2 separate regions of the Columba livia genome follow, and region 1 is linked to region 2. The links are chromatin contacts, called in public Hi-C maps. All regions are on one chromosome and are shown on one strand. The core of a region is the stretch at or near the end of the contact, and the rest is flanking DNA. Distances in the headings are between cores, read along the strand shown. Region 1 has its middle 9.8 kb from the start of GPR135. Region 2 holds the start of LOC102095959 (inositol 1,4,5-trisphosphate receptor-interacting protein-like 1).

Region 1 (5,279 bases), core at 2,115-4,614, 130 kb after region 2:
GTCTATCAGTGCCGTGACTGGCTGGGTTTTCACCTGAAAAAGGGCTTCTGTGCCCCAAATCCTGGCTGCTTCCTCCAGTTAAAGCCATGAGGAGGGTGTGCCCAGACCTGCTGGTGCCAAGGGAGCTGCTGGGCATGACGCTCCCAGAGGAATTGCCCCACGGGCCACCCGGGTTGGTGGCACCAAACCTGCCGAGCCAGCCTTGGCTTTGCTCCGCTCCTGCCCAGCAGCTTTCCCCATTGCCAAAGGCTGGGCTGACTGGGAATCCTGACGGAGCTAGGAGTGTCAGGTTTCCTCTCCCATGCTCAACCTGTCATCCTGGGCATGGAAAAGATGAATCAAGAGGTTGGGGTGGTGACCTGGTGCAGACAAGGCATTGCATGCAAAACTCAGCTCACCAAGCTCACCAAGCAGGGCAGACACAGCTCGATGGGTGTCCCAGCCCCAGAGGCAGCACTGCCGCTTTGGTGACAAAGGCAAGGGTGGCAGGGTGCTGGGTCGGCAGGAGCTTACTGGATTTCACGTCCAAAAATATTTATTTACTCCCAAGAGAGGGTACAATGAGGCTGATGGATCTGTCAGGCTTTGACGTCCCTCCTGGAGACACTCGGGAAAGGGGCAGCAAAGCAGGGACATTGCCAGTCCTGTTCCTACCTGTGTTGTGGCTGGACATGGCTCTGTCCCCAGTGCCAGTGTCTATGTCACAGCTCAAGCAAATGTTCTAGGGTAAAACTGCACTTTGCCAACGTCACGTTCTCACACAGCCAGATCACCAGATGTGTGGCTTTTGTGCAGGGCTGGCACTGCTGGAGCATCCCAGGAACAGGCTCAACCTCAACGCAAAGATCAGTGTAGCAATAAAACCCCACGAAAGCACTTGGGTATTTCTGTACCAGCCTGTGCTGTGGGGTCAACATGCCTTTCAAAATGTGCTTCTTGGGGCAGACGGGAGAGGCCAAGCTGACAGGAAGACTGCAGGGTGCAGGAGGGAGGCTGAGACCCAGCACCATCCCCATCCTTGTCTCCTCTCCTGCAGACATCTCTTCTGTGATCCCTCCCTGGAATTGCTCAGGGTCCTGCAATAAGTGTACATGAAAAGGTAATTTCTCCACTCGAATCAGAGGTGCTCTAACCTGAAACCTCTGACAATTTTAAATGTTTTAGTCTTAAACCAGGCTTGATGCGTGTGTATAGGTAAGTCAGGGAGCAAAGTGGGAGCTTGTGCTGCTGGGCCCCAGCAAAAGCCTCAGGAAAGGCAGCACCACCATCTGCTGACACTTTCGGGACTTGACAGTTTTAGAGCTGTCCTGAGAATAAAATCAATCCTGCCTCTTGCTGTCCTCTGTCAGATCTCTACTGTGTTCTGAAAAACTCAGTGTTCTCTGGCTGCAGAACAGTCAAAACGCTGATTATTATATTTATGTTGTCCCCAATGTGGTTGAGGAGAGATAATTTTAATTCTATCCATCATAATTGACCCTGTCAAATAGCCAAAGTTCACGACATGTGGCTTCATTGTGGCTTTCTTCACTGCCTGAGCTGCAGGTTGATGCTCTGTGTCTCTGTGTGTGCAGGCAACACTAGTGCATGTCTGTGTAAGAGAACTCAAAGAGAATTGTAAGAGAACTGTAAGAGAGAACTTTCACAGGTCCTGTCAACTTAGCTCTGTTGCTTTTGAAGTCATGGAGTGCCCCACTTCACTACACTCCCTCCCAGGACTTGTCTCAACACCAGGGTCTGTGTTGAGAGCCTGATTTGCGCAGGCTCCCCTTGCTAAAACCCAGCTTTCCCTGCACTCTCTTGTCACGTTGAATGAACTTGATGTTAAGGTGGAGTCTCCTGGGGCAGCTCTGTGAAGAATGTGGCAAAACACTGGCCCAGGTTGGCCAGAGAGGTGGTGGATGAACCATCCCTGGAGACATCCCAGGCCAGGCTGGACGGGGCTCTGAGCAACCTGAGCTGGTGAAGATGTCCCTGCTCATGGCAGGGGTGGCACTGGGGGAGCTCGGAAGGTCCCTTCCAACCGAAACTATTCTGTGATTCTGTGATTCTATGAACTGCCATTTTTCCATTAACTTCTTTACCAGCGCATCATCTCTTTGGCTTTTCAGGACACTGATTAGGCAAAGCCTGGCTGGGATTGTGCCCACAACTCTCCCTAGGCTTTGGGCTGTGGGGAACCAGGAGCTTCTCCATCTGCTCAAATTTGCACTTGTGTATGCTCACAGGGCTTTACTTTGCCACGCTCTGTGCAGAGCATCCCCTGGGCCAAAGGAAAGGTGAGGACACCCCAGCTTTGTGCTTTGCACAGCTCCCAACCTCTGCCTGAGACCCTTTAAAGTGTGAGATCAGAGTGTGAAGCGCTCAGACAAGACCTAGTTTCTGCAGCAAATCTTTCCATTTTAATAGCAAGGGGCAACTACCATTTGAGTTATATTTTCTGGAAAGAATCCACAATTCAGATGTTGTATTCAAAACATGACGTGACCTCAGGGACAGAATATTACCAAATGTTCTGTAAAATGCACCAGACTGAGCACAGCAGCCACAGGCGCAGGTCGGGGAGAAGCACAATTGCCGCGGCACATCAGCTTTCACTGGAGAAAGAAATGACCTGGTTACTCAGAGCATTTTTTTTTCCCTGATGCTGAATTAGTTCAGAGTATGGTGCTGGACTGGGTGAGTAAATTCCATTTACATGGTTGTGAGGGAAAAAAAACCAATGTTTTTGAGCTCATGAATCTCTTTGGATGTTCCCTTGTTTATTAGTTTCTGAGCTGACTATTTATGGAAGAGATAAAGTTGAAGATAATTTATAAAGGCAAGGATAATAAATGCATAAAATTAAGGAGCTCAAGTATTTGGAAACTGCTCCCCAATCGGTTTCGTGGGCTTCTGCCAGTGCTTGCCTTTTTGAAACAAGCTGAACCTGGAGGAGCTCAGTGCCAGCGAGACAAGAAATAGCACAAATAACAAAGGGTTCCTCTCAGAGTTTTCTTCCTCTGCTGATTCATTGCTGGAGCCAGCTCATCTTTCCCGACCACCCCAGAAGCCTGTGGGCACGTCGGTGTGCTGCATCACCCAGGACAAACAGCCCCAGCAAGGCTTCAGGGCTCGATTGCTCCAAGTACCAGCACAACCCTTCTGGCTGGGGTGGGAAGAGGAGCACAATGATCCCTGCAGAAAACACACGGATTGTTCTTCAGTCCTGGCTGTTACAGCTTGTGCTAGAAGAGCCTGGGTTTAAGGCTCAGCCAAAACCCCACCCCTGAGCAGGAACCGGTGTGTGAAGCTGAGCACAGAGTGGCGATGTCTGCAGTGATGGGGACAGGAGCAGGGCAGGGCTGTGCAGGCACACCAGCCTGGCCTGGGGCCCGCTTGGCACAGTGCTACCACCTCCCTGGGCAAAAAATGCTGGAGGGTGTCACCACCTGCCTTTCTTCTGGTTGAGGAGGGGTCCTTGTGAGTGAATCGGTGCTGGATCTGTGCCGGTATTCCCTTCACCTTTGAGTCCCACTTGCTAAGTCTCCCCTGGCTTCAGTCACAACCCCCTGGGGTCTTCTTGGCTGAGCAGATCATCCATCACTCTCCAGCCAGACTAATGCAGGCCCTGGTGCCGTGCCCTGGGGTTTGTGCTGCTTTCACTTTGATTTCCCCAGTGACTCATACATTTTACACCACCGAGAAGGATTTACAGTCTGTCTCTCCATGCCACTTTTCCTCCTGCTTCTCACAGTGGTAATTTCCTAGGAAAAAATACCTAGAAAAGCAAAGCTGTACCCCAAGCACTTCAGTTGGGGTGAATGTAGATGCTTAAAGACTCGAGCAGTGTGATGCCAGCAGCACGACAGTAGCAACCCCTTTGCTCCTTTGCAAATCGGGAGCAGCAAGAGGGCTGGCCATGGTATGGATAGTGCCTCATCCTCGCAACATCCAGCCCCACCGAAGCCCCTGGGACTCATCCCACTGGTCCTGGGAAGCTCACAGCTTATGACAGCAAAACATGGGGTCACCCAAGCCTGGATCCCATTGCGGGTTACTCCTCCTGCAGGATTTGGGATCATTTTATTCTTCTGGTGCTCAGTTACTACCTTGTGCCTCTGTAATGCTTTGCAAGCAGATCTAAAGACTCACCCATTTACTAATAGTCAAAGTCACCATACAAAAATACAAATGCAGCTAGAGGGAAGAGGCAGCTCTGACACTGAACTAAGCACCCTGCCAGCATCAGGATTGCTCTCACCAGGCATCTGGACTGCAGGTTTACAGCTCTGCAGAGCGTGCAGCACAGGCATTAGCCATTGTCGCACAAAATGACACTTTTCTGATGTGCTTTCCAAATTATTAATATCAGCCTCTACAACAACCCTTCCAAAGAACAGCATGTGTCGAGTTTAACAATGACTACTGAATCCATCTTCTAATCTAGGTTTCAGAGAGGTCCACTTAGGGTTTGCACCTTTACTCCGAATGTTTTTATTTGGGATGCAGCAGTCCTGAGGGCAGAGTGGCTGATCTCATTAATAGAAGAAGGCTTTTCTTAGGATCATTAGCAGAAAGGCTGTGCTGGCGGCTCAGATCTCTGCTGGCATCTGCTGGATGTGCAAGCCAACGTCAGTGCTGAAAGAATAGCAAGGATGGTGGGTCTGGTTCACCTGAGATATTCTGGTTCTGGTGATGACTGTCAGCTGTTACGGTCCATCAGGCTGCCATTTATCAACTGCTAATTGTTCATACTTCCTAAGCTATGCACAAAGCATTTGTTTTGAATGGAGAGACTAGGAAGGGAGTGGAAAATCATTACATGAATGAATCGGATGATTCAATCAATGGCAAAATTACCATTGAGTTCAGTTAGAACAGTTCCTTCAGAAATGCCTGTCATTCAACAAGACAATGTTTTCCTTCTAAGATTCAACACCTTAGTTATATCAGTGGCACTCTTAAACTGAGGGTAAGTATGCTGGAAAGTCAACAAGGGACTAAAGAGACCAATTTTTAATTTGGCTTTGACTAACATTGTCGTGGGTATCCAGGGCTGAGCTGATCTTCAAATCATGTGAACTGCTCTCTCTCTTATGCCTAATATCCTGTGTTGAATAACCCACGGGACTTTTTAATTGGGGTGCTAAAAAGTGTCCCAACATCCTCTGCAGAGCCCTTGTGCAAACGAGATTGCAGTTCACCTTGCATTCAGGCTCATCTCAAGGGAGGAAGAAGGATAGAAGTATTTCAGAGCCATGGCTGGAGGGTTGGACGCTCAAAGCCAATTTTGCAGT
Region 2 (5,782 bases), core at 601-3,100:
CCCCCAGACCCCAGAGGACAGACACATAGAGGCACATGGAGCGGTGCCTCTCGCTTGGTCCCTGCCCCGCCAGAGCTCCCAGCAAGAGTATCTGGGCCAATGTGAAATCGCCACCATGGCCCTGACAGTGACAGGGGAAAGCAGGATGACAATCCTCTTTGTCATCACCGGCTGCTGCGCTGGGGAGACCATTGAGAGGGGAACGCTGCCAGTCTTGGTGGAGGGCTGCTGCGCAGGGTGTTCCCTTTCCTTTCCGTGCCCTGCATTCTCCTGTCTTTTTGCTTCCTGGAAGACACGGTCGTCTGCCAGCAGCTGTGACCTGCGCAAACACAGCTCTGTGCAGGAAGACCTCCTTCAGTGTCCGTACATCAAGAGTCCCCGAAGCTCACTTAGCACAAACTCAAAATCAATGCGTGCATTCTCATAGTCCAGGAGCTGGCAGAGGTTGAATGGTTCAGCCGTTCGCAATCCGAGGGGCAAGTTGATCTCCTCAGGCACGTTCGCATTGCCGATGAAGAAGTGGTTGAAGCATCTCTCCAGCAGGCTGCTCTGCAGGTGCTCCGCGATGTCCTCCATCCGCTCCAGGAAATTACGCTTGCGCCAGCGTGACAGGGGCATGGTGGTCAGCAGGTGCATCACAACCGTCTTCATGATATAGGTGTAAAACTCTCTGTCCAGCAGGTGGCGGGCGCAGAGCTTCAGGCATCTGAGGTGGCAGGTGTCACCCTGTGCCTGGCTGACAATATGCCTGAAGAACTTCATCTCTGCCACAGCATAGGTCTCTGGCCACAAGGTCCTTGGGGTGTAGGCAGCCTCTACACACTGGTTGCTCAGGAAGAGGTCTGAGTCGCCTTCCTGCACCCCAAACATCAACTCAACAAAGAACCTTTTCTCCCAGTCTTGTGTCAGCACCCGGAATTTGCAGGAGCGCTCCGAGTACACCGGCATCAGGCGGTGTGTGGCTGACTCAGGCAGATCCTTCCAGCAACGTCTCACCATCTTCTTGAACCATTCAGCAGTTTTCTGCACATCTAGGCAGGAGTCAGTGCAGAGGTCGTCTAGGATGTTGGGGCCCTCCTTCCTACTCTGCTCCTCCTCGGGGCCATGGAGGAAGCAACGTGTCTCTCCTGCCGGCTGCTCCACCTCACAAGTACACACCAGCTCCACATGGATGCAGAAGTTCCTCGCCGGCCACGAGGGGCGTGGCTCCAGGTGGAAGATGTGTCCACGGGGGGGCTTCAGAGGCACAAGCAGGCAGAAGGGGATGTCATGTTCATAGGGACTCCAACCTTCGAAGGCGCTGCCCACCTCGATGGCGTTTTCCAGCACAGGGTACCAAGTATTGAAGACATCACGGTTGAAGAGATCGATGAATTTTTGCACCAGGTTCTTCACAGCCTCGCGATCTCTGTCCCGCTTCCGAACTCGCCTCTGTCTGGGATGCTCAAAATGCCTTCCTGGGTCATTTGCGTCGTTATTCTCTTCTCCATGTTTCTCCTCCTCCACGTTGTTACAGGAGCTCTCCTCTTCTCTCTCTGGCTCATGGCTCCGTTTCCTGAGCCACCAGCAGAGCCCAAAGAGCAGGACCAGGACCGCAGCAACGGCCCAGAACTGCCAGTGCTGCAAGGCAGAGAGGAGCAGGGATGCCCAAGCAAAGCCGCTCTGCTCCTGGTTCCTCTGCTCCTGGTTCATCCGCTCTACCTCCTGCCACAGCCGAGTCATCTCCCGGTTCAGCATCTGCGCACGCTGCTCCATGCGCTCGCGCGTCTCCCCATCCAGTTCTTCACCGACCAACTGCACATTGTGGATAAGAATTTGCAAAATCCCGAAGACAATGTCCAAGAGAGCCATGGCCTGCACGAGAAGGGAGAGAAGGGGCTCAGTGGGGCTGTGCGAGAGGGAGGGGGCTGGTGGTGGGGGGAGCGGGGCTGGGGGCTGCAGGGAGCTGGGGGCAGGTTAGGAGCGGGGCCGAGGCAGCTGGGAGGCAGCAAGGGCTGCCCCGGCCCCAGCGGCGGCGGCTCCGTGCCCTGGCCAAGGTGCTCCCGCGAGCGGCCGGGCCCTCCATGCAGGGTGAGAACCCACCCCCGGGGGCCGCGTTTCTGCCCCGGCCCCATCCAGCCCGGCCTCCCCCCGCCTGCGCACTCACCGCTGGCCCAGGCCGGACTGGGTCAGCGCTGCTGCTGGTGCCCCTGACAACCACCCCGTGGGGACTCGTCCCCTGTGATGTCACAGGCGCCAGAGCACGTCACAGGCATGTCCGCCGGCCCTGCCCGTCCAGCCCCATCACAGCTGCCCCGCTGTCCCGGTGAAGGCTGGGCCAGAGTTCATGTTCTTCACGGGCCCTTGCGTGGTGCTTCACGCTGGGTTTGTTATCCTCTGCCTGCCCATGGCGATCTCATAATCATAGAACATCCTGTGGTTGGAAGGGGCCCACGTGGACCATCTAGGCCACCTGACTCTGCACAGTGCAAGCTTCAAGTTAAATCACACAATCATAGAAACAATCATACTTCGCCTGGACTGATGTTCTCTCTGGGTTCCCAAACACCTGCACTGTTCCCTGAAAACTTCCCTAAACCACAAGTGTTGAGCAGGAGTCTCCAGCAAGATGGTTGGATCTTTTTAGGCCCCCTCCATGCACCGTGCACCTTAATACAGCATAGAAATACCTTATAAAGAGAGCTCCTTTCAGGTCGGCAACATAGCCATGAATGGCCTCTAGCTGGAGCCAGAGAATTACATATTCCACTACAATTCTGAAGAAGCATAACAAGTGAATGGCCGAAGACGTAAAATCATAGAATAGCTGGGGTTGTAAGGGACCTTCAAAGCTCATCTGTTCCAATGCCCATGCCATAAGCAGGGACATCTTCACCAGCTCAGGTTGCTCAGAGCCCCGTCCAGCCTGTCCTGGGATGTTTCCAGAGATGGGGCATCCACCACCTCTCTGGGCAACTTGGGCCAGGCTCTCACCACCCTCAGTGTCAAAATTTTTTTCCTCACATCCAGCCTGAATCTCCCTCCTTTAGTTTAAAACCATCACCCCTTGTCTTATTGCAACAGGCCCTGATGAAAACTCTGCCTCCATCTTTCTCACAGGTCTATCTTTCTTTTAAGTCCTAGAGAAGGTACTGCTTGAAGCAGCAGTCTGGTCAGTGAAGGACCCTCCCCTGCCTCTGGCACATCGGTGCCTCACATGAGTTACTGCAGTGCCCTTGTGGATGCAATTGAGTGGCTGCACTCATCTTAGAATCATAGTATATCCTGAATTGGATCAACCCACACGGATGATGAAGTCCCACTCCTGTCCCTGCACAGGACAACCCCACAGTTCACACCATGTGTCTGAGGACGTTGTCCAGTCTCTTCTTGAACACTGTCAGGCTTGGGGCTGTGACACCTCCCTGGGGAGCCTGTTCCAGTGTTCAGCACCCTCTGGGTGAAGAACCTTTTCCTAATGCCCAACCCAAACCTCCCCCGGCACATGGAAAGCTGCCTGATGGAAAAGGATCTGGGGGTGTTGATTGCCAGACAGCTGAACATGAGCCAGAAGTGTGCCCAGGTGGCCAAAAAGGCCAACAGCATTCTGGCTTGTATCAGGAATAGTGTGACCAGCAGGACTAGAGAAGGGATTGTGCCACTGTACTGTGCACTGGTGAGGCCCCACCTTGAATCCTATGTTCAGTTTTGTGGCCCTCATCAGAAGAAGGATATTGAGGTACTGGAGACAGTTCAGAGGAGGCGATGAGGCTGGTGAGGAGCCTGGAGCACAAGTTTAATGGGGAGCGGTTGAGGGAGCTTGGACTGTTTAGCCTGGAGAAAAGGAGGCTGAGGGGAGACCTTATCACTGTCTACAACTACCTGAAAGGAGGCTGTGATGTGGAGGGTATTGGTCTCTTTTCCCGAGTAACAAGTGATAGGACAAGAGGAAATGGCCTCAAGTTGTGCCAGGGGAGGTTCTGATTGGATATAAGGAAGAAATTCTTCATGGAACAGATTGTCAGGCATTGGAACAGACTGCCCAGGGAAGTGGTGGCGCCACTATCCTTGGATGTGTTTAAAAGGCATTTAGATGAGGTTCTTAGGGACATGGTTTAGTGCTAGAGTTAGGTTATGGTTGGACCAAATGATCCTGAAGGTCTCTTCCAACCTTAATGATTCCATTATTCTATGATTCTATCTTCTTGCCATTCCCTCAGGTTCTGTCACTGGTTACCAGAGAGAAGAGATCAGCACCTGCCCCTTCTGCTCCCCTTGTGGGGAAGCTGTAGACCACGATGAGGTCTCCCCTCAGCCTCCTCCAAGCTGAACAGACCTTTAGCTGCTCAGCATACGGCTTCCCCTCCAAACCCTTCACCAACTTTGTAGCCTCTTCTGGACACTCTCTAGCAGCTCAATATCTTCTTTATCCTGTGGTGCCCAGATCTGCACACAGTGCTCCAGGTGAGGCTGTCCCAGTGCGGAGCAGAGTGAGACAATCTCCTCCCTGTCCAGCTGGCGATGCTGTGCTGGATGCACCCACGACACAGTTGGCCGTCTTGGCTTCCAGGACACACTGTTGGCTCATGTTCCGCTTGCTGTCAACCAGAACCCCTAGATTCCTCTTTGCAGAGCTGCTCTTCAGCATCTCATTCCCCAGTCTGTAGGTACAACCAGGTTTGCCATGTCCCAGGTGCAAAATCCAGCACTTGCTCTTGTTAAACTTCATGCAGTCAGTGCTTGACCAGTTCTCCAGTTTGTCTGGATCTCTCTGCATGGCCTCTCTGCCCTCGAGAGTGTGGACATCTCCTCCAATTTTGTGTCATCAGTGAACTTAACTTAGTATTCCCTAAAGTCTTGTGTCCAAGTCATTGATGAAGACATTGAAGAGTGCTGGCCCTAAGATGGATCCCTGTGAAACTCTGCTAGTGACTGGTTACCAATCCGACATCACACCATTTACTAGAACCCTTTAAGCCTGGCCCATCATCCAATTGCTCACTCACTGCATTGTGTGTTTATCCAGCTGTATGCTGGCCATCTTGTCCAGGAGGATACTGTGAGAGACAGTACCAAAGGCTCTACTGAAATCCAAAAAGATCACACCGAGAGGCTTCCCTTGGTCAACTAGGTGGGTAACATTTTCGTAGAAAGAAATTAAGTTTGTTAAGCAGGACTTTGCCCTCACGAACCCGTTCTGGCTGGGACCAATGACTGTGTTGTCATTGTAGTATTTTTCAATAACTCCCAAAATGATCTTCTCCATAATTTTGCCAGGCACAGAAGTGAGGTTGACAGGCCTGTAGTTCCCAGTGTCACCTCTGTTGCCCTTCTTGTAGATTGGGACAACGTTTGCCAGCTTTCAGTCATTTGGAACCTCTCCAGATTCGCAGGAGCATTGAAAAATCACAGAGAGAGGTCTCGCTATCACATCAGCCAGCTCTTTAAGTACCCTTGGACGAATCCCATCAGGTCCCATCGACTTGTAGTGATCTAGCTGGAATAGCAAATCCCATACAAGTTCCAGATTGATTGGGAGTTTATTGTCCTTGCAGCCATGGTTGTTTAGGCCAAAGCTGTGGGGGTCCGCAACTCCATCTTTGGTGTTGAAGACCAAGGTGAAGAAAGCATTAAACACCTCAGCTTTGTCTACATCCCTGTTTATAAGGTGACCACGCTCATCAAGTAACGGGCTCATGTTATTTCTGGTTTACCTTTTGCCATTAGCACGTTTAAAAAAGCCCTTTTTATTGTCCCTCACACTACTGGCTAGCTTCAATTCTAATTGAGCTTTGGCCCCATG

What was found. Hi-C and Micro-C count contacts between places; a contact is called where the count stands out from the background.
Region 1: a contact with region 2 is called in a Hi-C map of crop, with 4 times the contacts expected there. The contact joins the enhancer-like site here to the promoter of LOC102095959 in region 2. A contact is called at or near these places in 2 of 2 Hi-C or Micro-C datasets (crop and liver).

What each region holds. Positions count from the first base shown.
Region 1 is chr5:6,009,842-6,015,120 of bColLiv1.pat.W.v2, forward strand. No RefSeq gene overlaps it. Among named protein-coding and RNA genes, the nearest start is that of GPR135, 9.8 kb to the right of the region's middle. Within about 2 kb of position 3,365, at least 1 of the 3 cell types and tissues checked has an H3K27ac peak away from gene starts, as active enhancers do.
Region 2 is chr5:5,877,682-5,883,463 of bColLiv1.pat.W.v2, forward strand. LOC102095959 (inositol 1,4,5-trisphosphate receptor-interacting protein-like 1) reads right to left here and starts at 1,851. Exons shown (of 1, transcript XM_005506394.3): 1 at 1-1,851. The coding sequence starts at 1,851. The coding sequence ends at 355.